2 separate regions of the Mus musculus genome follow, and region 2 is linked to region 1. The links are chromatin contacts, called in public HiChIP or PLAC-seq maps. All regions are on one chromosome and are shown on one strand. The core of a region is the stretch at or near the end of the contact, and the rest is flanking DNA. Distances in the headings are between cores, read along the strand shown. Region 1 holds the start of Fancc (Fanconi anemia, complementation group C). Region 2 has its middle 61 kb from the start of Ptch1.

Region 1 (7,839 bases), core at 2,687-5,186:
CATATGAAAATTACACATAAAACTGTATTCACAGAGTATATGGCATCATGTACTCTGTGAATATATATATATATGCCTATGAACTCACAAAGAATTAAAACCCACTGAAAGTAAACAACATCAACAAGGTTCCAGGACACAAGATCGACATACAAGATCAACTACATTTGTATATAGTGGTATCAAGCAATTAAACAATAAAAATTTTAAAGCAATTTTTATGTTTGTAAGTATAAAATATAAAAAAGCCTGCCAAGCGTGAGAACACACCTATAGTTCTGGCACTCAGGAGCTAGGTAGAAGACTAAGGAGCTGAAGGCATCATTCCTACACAGTATGAGGCTAGCTTAAGACACATGTGACCCTGTCTCAAAAAAAATTAATAATCTTCAATATAAATGTGACCAAAAGGGCAAATCTCATATACTAACACTTACTAAGAACACTGAAAAAAAATGATTCTAAACAAATGATAAGGGCTGGCAAGATGGCTCAGCAGGTAAGAGCACTGACTGCTCTTCTAAAGTTCCTGAGTTCAAATCCCAGCAACCACAAGGTGGCTCACAACCCTCTGTAATGAGATATGACGCCCTCTTCTGGTGTGTCTGAAGACAGCTACAGTGTACTTATGTATCATAATCAATAAATCTTTGGGGCTGAGGGAGCAGGGACTGAGCAAGCGGGGACAACCGGAGTGAATGGGGTTGACCAGAGTGAGCAGAGGTCCTAAATACAATTCCCAACAACCGCACGAAGGCTCACAACCATCTGTACAGCTACAATGTACTCATATACATAAAAATAAATAAATCTTTTTTTAAAAGTGACAAGCTAGTGAACAGTCATATTGAGATTACAATTCTCCCAGAGAGATTTGTAAGTTTGTTTAACATAATGCCTCTCAAAAGCCATCATAGCAGTGCTTTAGGGAAATACAAGCTGATGCTATAAGGCATGTGTAAATGTAAGAAACCCACTATGGTAGGTGTCACTGAAAACAAGTGTTGATGAGGATGGATCAAGACCCTCACACACTGCTGCTGGGAATGTAGATGGCCACACAATTAAATTTACTACATAGCCCTGCCCACCCACCCCACCCCACCCCCAAAATCACATAACTGTTATTCTTAATGACTAAAATAATCTCAACCTAAATGTCCATCACCTGGAAATCCAAACACGGAACATACAATATACTAGTCATCAATAAACAGGACTAAACGACTGATACATGCTACTACCTAGGTGAATCTCAAAATCATTATGTTAGGGGGAAAAAGCCAGACACAGTTACCTATTTCATATTATATAAATGTGAAATGTCTAGAAGAACTTCCAAGAAAAGGTTAATCTATAGAACAAGAAAACAAACCAAAGGCTGTCTGAGACTGAGTGGAGCCAGGATTGGCCACAGATTTGTGAGTCTAAAACCATTAAAGTCATGCAAAGAATTCTGAGTCTGAGTTCCGGCCCCCACTGACCAATTCCAAATTCATTTCATAGCTTATAAGTGAATGTAGCCCCTCAGTGATGGGCAATTTCCAAAAGCTAAGTGTGATGGCCCACGACTGAAGCCCTGGCTCTCAAAGACACAGGCCTGACCTCTGGATTTAAAGCCAGCCTGACCTGACGATATGGGAAGACCCATTGCAAGAGGAGAGTGATTTGTACAAGGACTCTTTCTTCTCACAGCAGAAAAGGCTCAGAAAAAGGATGATCAAGGCCTATTAGAGACTCCTCATGCCAAGGAACAAGAAAAACTTGTATCTCAAAAGGAGGGGATGATTTAAGAGTGGGGCACACGCCTTTAATTCCAGCACTTGGGAGGCAGAGGCAGGCAGATGTCTGTGAGTTCAAGACCAGCCTGGTCTACATAGTGAATTCCAGGACAGACAGAGCTACATAATGAAACTTTGGAAGTGATGGGGCAGCACAACACTCAAGCACTGTATTGTTACCTAAATCTGTGAATCCTTGTATTCTCTTTTCCAATAATACTAGATTTTCAGTAAATCACTGAAAATTAATTCATTTATGTCTAAGAGAAGACTTTCATATTAAAAAGTTAGCTAATCAGAAACCATAAACACCACCAGAGAATATGCATATCATAATTACATTAAGATTTTTAAGGAGCATTTCGGGATGAATTCTAGCCTGACCTGAGGCTCTACCACTCCTGTTATGGTTCTATCACTAGGATGAAATTCCTTGGGGCCTCTCTGTGGCCTAGAAAATCCAACCAACTTCCTACTGGCCAGGATGGCCTCCCTGAAGTAGCTTTTATAAATACAAGATTGGTGTAATTCTTGCTGGAACTATTTGCCAAAATATGGAAGCAGTTAAGAGCCCCATTCATTTAAAATGTGCATACAGCTTCACATGGACAACAACATACGTGCCATGACCACTCACACAAGGGAACACTGAAGAGGGCTGGGGAGCTAGCTCAGTTGATAAGATGCCTGCCATTACAAGCATGAGAACATGAATTCTATCCCCAGAACACACGTTCGTTGCTGTGTGTGCGTGTGTATTTAAGGTTTTAAGTGTGTGGCCCACATTTGTCATCTCAGCAATGGGGAGGCAGAGAAAGGCATAACCCCAAGGGCTTGCAAAGTCAGGTGACCTACAAGCCAAATGTGATGGGTGTGAGGAGAGGCGGGGGACGAATAAGGAGGGAAAGATGGGGCACTCCTGACACCACCTCTGGCCTCTACATACACACACATAACCGCCAGTTGTTCAATTGTGAGCGTTAAATCTGCCATTTGGAAGCACCCTAAAGGCGAGGGCCATCCACAAATAGGTATCTCACGTCGGTCACACCCGCTTAGATTAATTTAATGAGGGATGGGATTTTTCGAATCATCTCATACTAGAGGAAAAGTCCAGGCACACAGAGGTCTTCAATATCATTGGCCTGTTCCAAGATTTTCATCCAGCACCCCCTCCAAGCCCAAGCACCTAAAAACTGTTCCAGTAAGGCAGCAAGACAGCAAGACACAAGCATTAAACACTCTCAGGCCTTGAATGGGCCTCTGGGCCTGTCACTCAAGCAGCTGTGGGAGGGCGATCTTGAGACCCTGAGCAGAGCTGCTCTAATGGATGGCGAGCAATAAGCTTCACCTTTGCCCCAGTCCTTCCAAAAGTACCTGCGGCTACGTTGAAACCAGAGGGAGAGGATTTGCTTAAAACAATAAAAATAAAAATAAATGGGGACGAAGGGTAAAGGACAGATGCCTCTCTACCATCGCCGCGAGCCAAGCTCACCAAGCTTCACCTTGGGCCTTAGACCCCACCCCTCACTGTCGGTCCCGCCCCGCCGGGCTCATCTGCGATGGCGCAGCCCCCCTCCGGCTCCTCTCCCTTGTGGAGCGGCCCCTCTAAGTCGTGCGGGCTCCCGCCGAGATCAGTTTCCGTGTGGTCACGCCCACCGCGTCTGTCGGCCACTGCCAAGCTGGGTTCAACTCCCCGATTAGCCACGCCCCTCACCGTCGGCCTCACCTCCCACCTGGCTCTAGCCCCGCCTCCCGCCAGGCCCCGCCTCCTGCCGGGCTATATCTTCCCCCCCCCCCAACCCCCCACATCCCGCCCCGCCCTCCCGCGGCTCGCACCCGCCCACCGTAGCTTCTCACCGTCCTGCCTCAGCTCCACCGCGCCGCGGGAGCGCGGCTCGCCCACGTTGAGACTCGGGCGCACGTTCTCGCGAGTCTTCTCTGCCCTAGCAGGAAACGGCGGTCTTCCCGGGTGGTCCTCACCCAGAGCTGCCTCAGCAGACTGGGCCGCGGCGGAAAAGAAGCCACCGCCCGGCTTCTGCGGCTTGAAAACTTGGCACAGCCTCACGGAACTTTTTTTGTTTTGACGTGTTTGGAATTTTCCCGCGGCCGCAAGGGAGTGGGGCTGCGCGCGCGCTCGCACGCACGCGCAGTGCACTCTGGGGCCCAGCGCGCTCCCGCGGCATGATGGGAAGATCTGAATCTCTCCTGGAGGAAGTGGGCGACTACGGGCTATAGCTAACTCGCGGCGCCGAGTGAGGGCTTTAGAGAAGAGAGAGCCCTGGAATGTGGTTCTTGAGAGACGGGAGTTGCCAGATAGGTCAAACTCCACATAGGGTTCAAGCCTGCTGGGCCCAACCACAAACGAGTTTTGTCTGTGGTTAGTGATCGCTCCAATCCCTAGTCAGGCCCATGTACTGCTTAGTTCAGGTTCAAATCGGTTCAAAGTTGCATTTACGCCACATAAGTGGAAACTTCTTGTCAAGTGAGACATGGCTTATCTTTTATTCTTGAATTTTTAACATTACATTTGTGTGCATGCCAGGTGAACCTAGAGGTCAGTTTGTGGGAATCAGTTCTCTCACTAATGCAGGTACCCAGTCTTCAACTTGGTGGTAGGAGCTTTTACCTGATGAGCGAGCCATCTTGCCAGCCCTTTCTTAAAGATTTTCAAATTTAGATCTGCATGGTTATTTACAGATGTTTGAATTGGGGAAGAGTCAGGATAACCTTAAACTTTTAGATTTTTTTGGTTTGTTTGTTTGTTTCGAGACAGGGTTTCTCTGTATAGCCCTGGCTGTCCTGGAACTCACTTTGTAGACCAGGCTGGCCTCCAACTCAGAAATCTGCCTGCCTCTGCCTCTGCCTCTGCCTCCCGAGTGCTGGGATTAAAGGCGTGTGCCACCACGCCCGGCTTAAATTTTTTTTTTTAATTAGTGCCTAAGAACCATTCGTTGTAATAAGACCACAACTTAGTGCCTTAAAAATAACATGTAGGGAGGAATATATGCCTGTAATAAATAGCTCTTATTTAAATACTCTGTTGCAGGATATTTGATCATACTGTGAATCCCGAGGTTGTATACTAGAAAAAACTATCTCTACACGTGTGGCTTAGCCCTAGCACACTCCTTTAATCCACGATCTTTCTGTTTATTGTAAATTGAATTTGAAAGAGAAGAATAAAGACTAGCCGAAAGACATTGGGTTGTAGAAAAACAACTGCTGAATTAGATTACCTGTATGCTTTAATTAAGGGAGCGGTGTAACAGATAGCTTAGCCATTAAGAGCACTGGCTGCTCTTCCAGAGAACCTGAGTTTGAGTCACAGCATCCACATGGCAGCTCACAATTATTAGTAACCCCTGTCCAAGGGATCTGATGCCCTCTTCTGGCCTCCTTCGGCACCACACTGCACAAACATTAATAAGTCATAATATCCACACACACAAAATAACAACATCAAAATTTAAAGGGAGACCCCAGGGGAACCTGATCCCAAAGTAACATGCCCTGCTTTATGGGATCAAGTGGCATCAAGCCTTTTAATATGTCATTTTAGTCAAAAAAAAATAGCACGTTTAGTGAGACAAGTGTGAATGACACCTTAGCCCTGAAAAAGCCATATAGTGACAAATTTTAAGATTTTTGTTTGTTAGTCTTTGTATTTACCAGCAAAAACAATGTGGAACTAGGTTTGTTTCTTGTCTTTTAGAGTGAAAGTAACCATTTTGGTACTCATATTTGTGTATACACACACACACACACACACACACACATATATATATATATATATGAAAAAAAGCTACCTGGAGTCAGACAACTCTTTGTGTCTCTGGGTGTTAGGAGTCTGGCCAGTCCTACTTTGTAAGTTAGCTGTCCAATGAAAGCCAGCCATAGGGAAAGCACCATGACTCTCCTCACAAGAACCTGTTTTAGGAGAAGTTTAGAAAACCCTTCCTACTTTGGAGGAAGGAAAGCTCAACCTTCTAGCTTTGTTTTAGTACCTAGATGCCAGTAATCACACAAGCTACCTGCTTTGGCTAAACAGGAAAGAAAAATAAGTTTTTATTTTGTCAAAATGAACATTATTTTAAGCCCCTGTGACTTGTCACAGGACTAAGATGAAGCACTGTAATAAAGTCAGATTTCCGTAATTAATGAAGATTCTTGTCCTTTGCCTTAAGCTTGGTCTAGAGAAAGGAACCATCCTCGGGCTAATGTATAGTTGCTTTTCCTGCAGAGACCATCAGTGAGTACATGGTTGTTACATGAGAATAGCCAAGAACAGCAAATGACATTTTAAAATTGGTGGGGCTATTGGGGCCTGAAATTATAAAGACAGGTAACCTATCTCCTTACTAAAAACATGTGAAGGCTGAAGATCAGAGGAACAACCCTAGCCTTGTGGAATCTCTAACAAGATTCCAGAAAACAAAAATCTGTGGTTTTCCCCCATTGAGCAATGAATGACATGTATACTCTTTTAGGAGAATGTGCAACCAATTTTAGCCCAGTTTTATTTAGGTCAGTAAACGCATGCATTCTTATTTAGAGCGTACATCCCAATCCTGGTGTGTTGTAACTAATTTAGCACGTTTTTATTGCCTGCAGAAAGTAATAAGTTACAGTTTCAAATGAGCACATGGCTTAAAAATAGTTTTCCTCATAAGTATTTAATAATGATTCACTTAGCATGAAATTAATATTAAAGAATTTCTAAGAATAAGCACTTAAAAATTCCAGTTGAAAAAGGAAGAAATTATTCACATTTGTGACTTGATTAATCCTGGCAACCATTAAGTCAGAAAAAAAAAGTGAATTCCATCCTATTCCTGTGTCAGTTTCAGATTGACCCTTAAATCACTGAATGTTTTCCCAAAACGAACTTAACTGCATCTTGTCTATTTCTATGCTTAATGAAGGTTCTAGTCTTCAGTTTGTGTGTGTGCACCTGTGTGTGTGTGTTAAACTGTACTTTAATTCTTAAAGATGCATAGGAACAAAACATGTTCCTTATGTTTTGAGTGATGAAATGCCCAACGTGACTGCTTAAGGGAAAGGTGTGTCACCACCCACTGACTCCTCGGCTGCTTGGTGTGGTGAACTCACACACTGGGACACAGGAAGCAAAGAGGGAAAAAGGGACCCTGCCCTGACCAGGCACAACTGTCAAAAACACCTTCTACACACCTGCTTCCAGCCAGGCTTCACCTCCCTCAAAGTTTTGACTGCCTTTCAAAGTAGAACTGCCAGCTGTGACCCAAACATTCAACACTTGAGCCTCTGTGAGATATTTCATAGTCAAGCCATAACACGCAAGCATGAGAAACCAACATGTAAAACAGTCATAGTGGCTATGATCCCACTACTCATGAGCCTGAAGCATAAAGGTTGCCTGGGAAACACAGTAAGGCCTCAAAAAAATCAGTGTTTAATGAGCATCTCTGTTCTGCAGCGTTTAGTGAGCATCTCTGTTTGGGGAACTTCCCCAGGCACTCTATGGTCACTGTCTCACTTGATCTCTAATTCCAGTACCTGTAAGTAAAGCAATGCTCCCAGTTTGTACACAGCCAATAAAGAATAAATCAGGGTGCTGGGGATTAAACCAAGCTGCCGTTCATACTAGACAAGTGTTGTACCACTAAACTACATCCCCAGCCCCCAAAGAATTCATTTTAGATGTGAAAAAACTTCACAACAGACAGTGGCATGGTGGTGTTGATAGAATGGATGTTTGGGATTCTGAAAACTTCGTGTTTTTATGCTGCCTACCTTCATTCAGGCTCTTTTGCAATCTTTAGCTTCTGTACCAATTTCTTATTGCTGCTAGAACAAATGACCAGACTGAATGATTGAAAATGAATGCATTGTTCTATGCTTCTATAAAACAGGGATTCCATGTCAGAACCAGTGGTCTAAAATTAGATGTCAGTGGGCTTTTGTCCTTCGGAGCTTAGATGCTCGGAAGGAGGTTTCCTTGCTCCTAGAGGCTATGTGCTTTCCTTAGCAAATGCTCCCAACGGTGTCTCTTTGGATTCTGACCTTACTTCTCTCT
Region 2 (7,839 bases), core at 2,710-5,209, 73 kb after region 1:
CAATACCCTTTAAGTTTATTTTTGAAATAGTAAAATATCACCTCTGCTCCCACCCTCACTGGTATTTTTATTATTATTTCTCATTTATTTACTTTCTACAAGATGAATTTATTTTTATTTTATGTATGTGTTTTTCCCGTGTATAGGCATGTGCACCATGTGCATGCCTAGTACCCATGGAGGTCAGAAGAAGGCATCGGACTTTCTGGAACTGGAATTATATAGACTGCAGTGAGTCACCATGTGTGTGGTAAGACCTGTCATATGGGTGATGGAAATTGATGCTGAGTCCTCTGTAAGAGCAACCAGAGCTCTTAATTGCTGAGCCATCCTTTCAACCCCTCTCACTTGGGATTTTACTTATGGATGATGGCCACCCTGCTAGGCAATGATCTCAGGTGCTACCCTATCCTTCCAGCGAACCCTGTCATGACCTCAACTCTGAAAACCCTCCTAAAGTTAAACCTTCACCTGCCTCCTAGGACTACTGAATCATCAGCTGTCTGGCTTATGCACCACATTTCCCTCCCAGTTTCCATTCAGGTTGTCAGAAAGATGCTGGTGTATTCTGGTTAACACAATCTAACTCCCAGTTTATAGGAATCTGCATGATAAACTGCAAGCAAAGTATGTGTTACTAATATGCAAGGACCCAACACTGACTCCTCTTTTCTTACCTGTTATTGTAGTTGGTTTTCTGTTGCTATGGTAAACTTATGACTAGAAGAATCCTGGAGAGGAAACAGTTTACATATTACTTCCATCACTGAGGTAAATCATCATAGGAAGTCAGGGCAAGAACCCTGGGGCAGGAACTGAAGCAGAAGCCATGAAGCAACACTGCTTACTGGCTTGCTCCTCATGGCTTGCCTCGCCTGCTTTCTTGTACGACGCAAGCTCAGCTGCCCAGAGGTAGTACCTCCCACAGTAAGCTAGACCCCACACCAATTAGCAACCAGGAAAATTCCTGGATAGATGTATCCAACAAGCCCATGTGATGAAGGTAATTCTTCAATTGGGGTTCCTTCTTCCCAGGTTTGTCCAGTTGAAAATAAAACTAACCAAAACACCTGTCTTCCAAGAACAGGTAGTGATAGGATGGATGGACACACAGACAAGGTGGAGTCATGACCACTTTGAAGAGCATATGGCACATCTTTTAAATTGAAATCTTTTTGTTGTTGTTGTTGTTGCTGTTTTGGAGACAAGGTCTCTCTACATGACCCTGGCAGTCCTGGGACTATGTAGACCAGTCTGTCCTCAAACTCATAAAGATCTATCTGCCTCTGCCTCCCAAGTACTGTGATTAAAGATTCGCACCATCACACCCTGATCGCTAAATAGAATTTTTACTTTTTTTTTTTTTAAAGATTTATTTATTGATTATATGTAAGTACACTGTAGCTGTCTTCAGACACTCCAGAAGAGGGAGTCAGATCTCATTACGGATGGTTGTGAGCCACCATGTGGTTGCTGGGATTTGAACTCTGGACCTTCGGAAGAGCAGTCGGGTGCTCTTACCCACTGAGCCATCTCACCAGCCCCTTACTTTTTTTTTTTAAGATTTATTTTTTATTATATGTGAGTACACTGTAGCTGTCTTCAGACACACCAGAAGAGGATGTCAGATCTCATTACCGGTGGTTGTGAGCCACCATGTGGTTGCTGGGATTTGAACTCAGGACCTTCAGAAGAGCAGTTAGTGCTCTTACCCACTGAGCCATCTCACCAGCCCCTAAATAGAAATCTTAAGAGGCAGATAAAAGCACAGTACCCATAGATTTGTATTGCTCTTCTGGTCTCCAAGGGCACCACACACAGGGCACACACACACACACACACACACACACACAGATAAAAGTAAGTCTTGAAGCGTGAAGGGGAGCTCTGCTTTTCACTCATCTGTCTTTTCATTTTTGTCTTAGAATGCCATCTCATTAGAAGACTTGGCTGTGTGGTAGGGGATTTCAGCAAGGTCTCACACCTGCAGATGCCTCCTCTCTAGGCCTGGTTCACCTCTAGGCTTGGTTCTCAGATGCCCTTTTCCAACCCTATCATCTACCTGTCACTCATCTTTGCTATTTCCTTCCACAGCTCCCTCTGCTGTTGGTCCCTGGGGAGTCTCTGCCAATGAGCCCTGTTTATTGGGCTCAAAGATATATAACCTGGGGCCTGTCACAGATCAAGTAAGAAACAGTTTTCCTTTCACTGCTACACAGGGACGGGCTTAACTATCTTCATCTTTTTATGTATGTGCACATGCATGTGTGTGTGTGCACATGTGCATGCGGAGGCCAGAGGGCCATCTTGGGTGTCACTTCTCAGGAACTTGCCACCTTGGTTTTAGTGACAAAACCAATTGCTTGCTGATTAGGATAAGCTGGCTGGCCAGTGAGCCAGAGGGATCCTCCTGCCTCAGCCTCCCGAGTGCTGGAATTATAAGCATGCGCCATCTTGCTCAGATTTTCACATAGGTCTGGCAATCCAGTGCAGGTCCTTTTGCTTGCAAAACAAGCACTTTAAGGACTGAGCTATCCCCTGGCTTTATTTGTCTTATAGATGGATTTCAGTAGGCTTTGGTGCTGGGAGTATCTAGCCCGAGTGATGACAACAGAGAGAAATCTTCTCAGGGAGAGGGGATGAAAGAGCAGCCCAGCTGTGAGTTTCACATCCATGAGTTAATTCAATTTTGAATTAACTTTGAGTCAACGTTGAGTCAAAAGCATTTGAAAAAAGTTATATGTGTATGGAACATTTTGACCTTTTTGTTATATTCTAATTGATATAGGGTAACATTTTTCATAGCATTTACATTGTGCTATAAATTATATAAAGATGATTTAAAGTAGTAAGTAATGTAAAGATCATTTTAAGTCTGCAGTAGGATGTCTACAGGCTGCATGCCAATGCCACACCATACTTTAAAAGGAACTTGAACATCTGAGGATTTAGGTGTCAGTGGGGTCCTGGATGCTGAGGGATGACAGTGGAGAGTGGGAAATCCAGAAGGGGCCAGATGTCACAAATGTACTCCTTTGAGAGTGTTTGAGCAAGCATGTGCACACATGATACATTTTGCAGTAGACCTTGGCTCTGTATTCAGCAATGGAAGAATAATTCATAAATTCAGACAGTCTTCCATTCCAACACTTTGAAAATCCCCCTGTAATTGTGTGTACCTTATGATTACAGGCCATTAGTGACCATTAGTAAATGAAGTTAGAGATTTCAATCGTGAAATGCAAACCTAGTTTCATGTATTAATTGCTTCTAATTACGGAAGAACATTTTAGCCAATTAGCTTTTGGAATTTAGGTGTAATCAGAAGGAGAATTCAGAGATTTGCTAATTGCTTCCCTCAGTGCTGCTCTTTGCTTTAGCACAAACATTTGCTGAGTGTGCAGGGTGGCAAGTATGCTTCTGGAGGTGCAAGACTTTAACATCAGTGTGGATGTGAGCCCTCTGTGTCTTTGAAATTAACACATAAAACAAATGGGGGAAGATGAAGACAATGAGGTAACAAATACCTCCATTGCTGAGGGCATTAGCAAGCCATATTGACTCTCGATGTTACAAAGTTTCAAGGGTCTCTGGCAGCTTTAAACTTCTGTGAATCAGACATCTTGGTTCCTGGTAGCCTTCCATGATGCCATGCAAGGTAGGAACTTTAAGGAAGGACAAAAATGCCCATCATGAGATGGGCAAACCTACCTCAGAGTTCAAGCATGAAGGGCTGCCCTTTCTCCCATCTGGTAGACCATGGACTCCCTGAAGGAGGTCATTGGCCAGTTCTTTTATTTTATTTTTTGTTTTCTAACAGCCCTGGCTATCTTAGAAGTTGCTTTCTGTTCATCTGACCTGGTCCTCTCTGATGGTGCTCTTGGTCTGCTGCAGAGGGACTCCTGTTGTTCTCCATTCCTGCCTCATCTTGCTTTTTCTCTGGCTGCAGAAGCTTTCAACACGAGTTCACCTGCTTCTGCCTTCGATTCACATTTATAATTGCAAAGGGGAGCCTTTGGCATCTCAACTCAGGCTTACTCCCACCGTCCTCGTTATTATATAATAACTCACCAGTCAGAACTTGCTCATCGACTCCTCCCCCATCAACATAATTTCTCCCTTTATACAAATAAACCAGGTTATTATCCACCCCGCCCCGCTTCCCGAAAGAACACAAGCTGTTGTCCGTTGCGTGTAAAGATGGTGTCATTGATAAGAGGCATTTCCTGCAGCAGCTCTCTCAGGAACAACTTGCTTGGCTTCATTGCCCTTGCTGTGCACTCTGACATCACATGCTGGTACCTTCAGATGAATTAAGATAACACTCTCCAGGAAAACGGAGTGTCACAGAACCTCCCAGACTTCTGCCAACAGTCATGGCTTCTTGCTGAGGTCTCTATCTTAAAAAGGGGAGGAACGCCCCTGTGTCTTGGCAGCGGTGGTTCTCTTTAGCGGTGTGTTCAGATTTTTGACATTGCAATATGACATTATCATCTCTAAAGTTCACGCTGGAGAGCCACACAGTTGAGTCGCTCAGTCCCTCTGAAATAACCTCATGAAAAAGCTTTCATGCTTTAAGTTTGTGGATCTGTTTCTGGACCCTATGAAGAGCTTGCCCTGGCCACACAAGGATGCATCCGCAGGCTGCACAGACACCTGAAGATTGTAAGCTCCGTTCCCTTTGCTTCAAGAGGAATTCCTACAGAGATGCCATGACTTCATGTCAAAGTAGTCATATCACATGGGAACATCCCAGCTGTGCCTTCTGGGTCACTTACATTGGGTACCATTCTTTTTGTAACAGAGCCTCAAGCCCTCTGTTTGCTGGAGTTCCATGATCTGAACAGGCCAGGGTATCCCTTGAAGAGGTTCATGATGACAGTTCTAATTTCCTGGCAGTACACCTACGCAGAAAATGGTGGCCAACACATCCTCTACTACTGCTGTGTTGAATGATAAAACAGACTCAAGCTTACAGTGTATGTTCTCATCACGTACAACCTTCATTAAAAGCAATTAACATCTGGGCAAAAGGTCTTTTCAGATGACAAGGAGACCTCCATCTCTTCTTTTGGGAGGTCAGTTACTCAAACAAAGCAACCGTCTTTGTATCAGCATGGTTGCTGCCTGGAGTTCAGAGGCCTGGAGCTTTCTAGTAGCTGTGGTATAAATGATGTGGAAAGAATGGAAGGGAGAGGGAGAGAGAGAAAGGAGGGAGAGAGAAGAGACAGGGAAGGAGGGGGAGGAGGAAAAAGAATGTGAGGGGTTATATTTACCTAGGTATTGAATAAAGATGGTAGATCTTGATACACAGTTTAATTAAAATTTTATCCCAGGCTGTGATTAAAAATGAAGTTATTTATTAGCTATACATTAATTATAAGACATATAAACCAGCTGACAAGATGGCTCAGCAGATAAAGGTACCTGCTGCTAAGACTGACAACCTGAGTTTTATCCTTGGGTCCACATGGTGGAAGGAGAGAACTGATTTCCATAAGTTGTCCTCTGATCTACACACACACAGTAAATATAAACATTTAAAAACAAACAAACAAACATAAAACTAGCAGTTGATCTTTGTGTTCGAAGCCAGCCTGGTCTACAGAGTAAGTTCCAGGACAGCCAGGGCTACATAGAAAAACTCTGTCTCCAAAAACCAAAATAGGGAAAAACAAACAAACAAACAAACAAACAAACAAACCTTAAAACTGGATGGCGATCAACCATCATCTTGTGGGACAAAGCATGTCTCAACAAAAGCTTCTCTCAGTCCGGGTTCTAATTAATGCTAGTAATATTTCCCATGCTCAGATTTAGAAAGTCTACATTCTCCTTGAGTTGAATTTGGAACCAAGTTAGCATTGTTTATGACACTCACTGCAGAAAGGCTTAAGAACAGATCTATCAGCACTTCTATCAGAAGAAAAGGTAACCCTTAACTTCTTTCCTAGACTGTCTCTATTATGGAGGTAATTAACTGAGTATTTGATTCTCATGTGCTTTGGGGCTGTTTCTCAGCAACATTTCACTTTGTGTTTTATAACAAGTGGCCTGGGGCAGTGATTACTTAGGCTAGCTGCCCAGCAAGCCCTCAACATCGAGATTACAAATACAGCTGGTATATGGCTTTACCTAGATCCTGGGGATTGAACTCAGGTCCTCATATTTGCACAGCAAACCCTTTCTTACTGAGCCATCCCTCTGGCCCAGCTGGAGCTCACTGTAGGGTGTGAGTTTGCCTCTTGGGTTTCTATACAATGATCCCAGGCACCCCTGAGATGCAAACTCAGGCCCAGGGTCATTGTAAAGTACATGGGATGTGGCTGATTCCATCCTCACTCACCCAGTGACTCCACCACCATTCTGACCTTCAGACATCACCCTCAGAGAACATTTATTCTAATTTAGTTTATAGATGACACAGGATTCCAAAGTTTCAAGGGATTTGCCCTCAGTTGGCCAATTGGATGCTGGGAAAGCCTCTAGGCAGGAAGGGAAGACAGAGGTCCCTCATCCCCTGCCTATTATATCAGGGGTACATAGCCTCTGCTGAGGTCCTGCTCACAGCCGTGTGGGACACAACACTGGGAAGGGAGTTCCTGGGCCGAGATTCCCAGACACAAATGTGAGGTTTACAGGTCTCAACTTTTTCCCACAGACGAACATGTGTTTTTGTGGAAAGACCACACAGCAGAGTCGGGACTGCTCTGTTATTTCCAGATTCTGGCCACTCAGCCTGAGTCACAGAGTGCCAAGGCCACATTAGCCTGGAGGAATTTACAAATTGTTCCTACTCTTAAGAGCACACTCCTGGGTTTCTCTCCCACAGAACCCTGACTCTCAGTACCACTGGACTCTGGGTTTTCTAGCATGCTTCTAAGGCATGCTGACTGAAGGACCACACTTGAGTAGCAATGGCCCAACACTTCCTTGCCTTAAGAGGACCTGGCAGATTTCTTCCTGAAGACCAGAGAGCAAGTATTTCAACAGTCTGCAGGTCAGTCAATCACTATTGCACACCACACAATTCTGCCACTATAGCGTGAAAACAGTCATGAATGGTGCGTATAGACAGATATGGCTGTCTCCTGACAAATCCACACAAAACCAGGAGGTAGTCTTGGCTACAACTGGCTGATCCTCCCTCTAGGACACGCGCTTAGAATGGTTTGAGCTTCCAGGTCTTCTGGAGCATATATTTACAATCACAAAAACAGGTGATCAGGAGAAACGGGTGTTAATCTCTACTCATGTTTTCCTCATGTATGATGAGGTTATGATGAAATCACATCACTGAACCCTTTTTAAAAAAATCACCTTGTAGCAGGCCAGTGAGCACTCCATCATCAGCTGTACCAGGTCAGTTAGTGCTATGTCATCAGCTATGGTGATGCTATTGTATTTAAAAAAACTTCTCAACTATGGTGATGCTATTGTATTTAAAAAACTTCTCAACTTTAAGTCAGTGTCTCTTTGTGTGTCTGTGTGTGGGGTGTGCACGTGTATGCAGGTGCCAGTAGAGGCCAGAAGAGGGCATCAGATCCCCTGGAGCGTGAGGCAACAGTTCTGAGTGGCTCTCTGTAAGAGTAACTGTCACTCCTAACCAACCACTGATTGACCTTTGCAGGGGTCACTTGTGTTTACACTGAATTTGGCTGTATTCACTTCCCGCGTGCCTACATAGAAAGGTAAGAAAAGGGAACGCTCAGAAGAGTCATTAGGTGACTTCCCCAGTGTCCACAAAATACACATAAAACAGCTTCCGTAAGGCCAGCAAGAAGAAACGAACAGACGGCCTGGAACTTCTTGTGTATATGTAGTTTAAGAAACATTCTA

The links. HiChIP or PLAC-seq counts read pairs in DNA pulled down with a chosen protein or histone mark.
Region 2: a contact with region 1 is called in an H3K4me3 HiChIP or PLAC-seq map of the SCID.adh cell line, with 16 read pairs. The contact joins the enhancer-like site here to the promoter of Fancc in region 1. A contact is called at or near these places in 1 of 39 promoter capture datasets (cranial neural crest), 9 of 484 Hi-C or Micro-C datasets (B cells, Sertoli cells, Th1 cells and 6 more), 7 of 115 datasets of contacts at active chromatin or transcription factors (the SCID.adh cell line, embryonic stem cells, memory CD8 T cells and 2 more) and 2 of 9 other capture datasets (adipose tissue and liver).

The regions. Positions count from the first base shown.
Region 1 is chr13:63,427,809-63,435,647 of GRCm38.p6, forward strand. Fancc (Fanconi anemia, complementation group C) reads right to left here and starts at 3,937. Exons shown (of 15, transcript NM_007985.3): 1 at 3,642-3,937.
Region 2 is chr13:63,500,477-63,508,315 of GRCm38.p6, forward strand. No RefSeq gene overlaps it. Among named protein-coding and RNA genes, the nearest start is that of Ptch1, 61 kb to the right of the region's middle. Within about 2 kb of position 3,960, at least 1 of the 459 cell types and tissues checked has an H3K27ac peak or open chromatin away from gene starts, as enhancers often do. A contact at or near this core is called in the SCID.adh cell line, where this site is marked.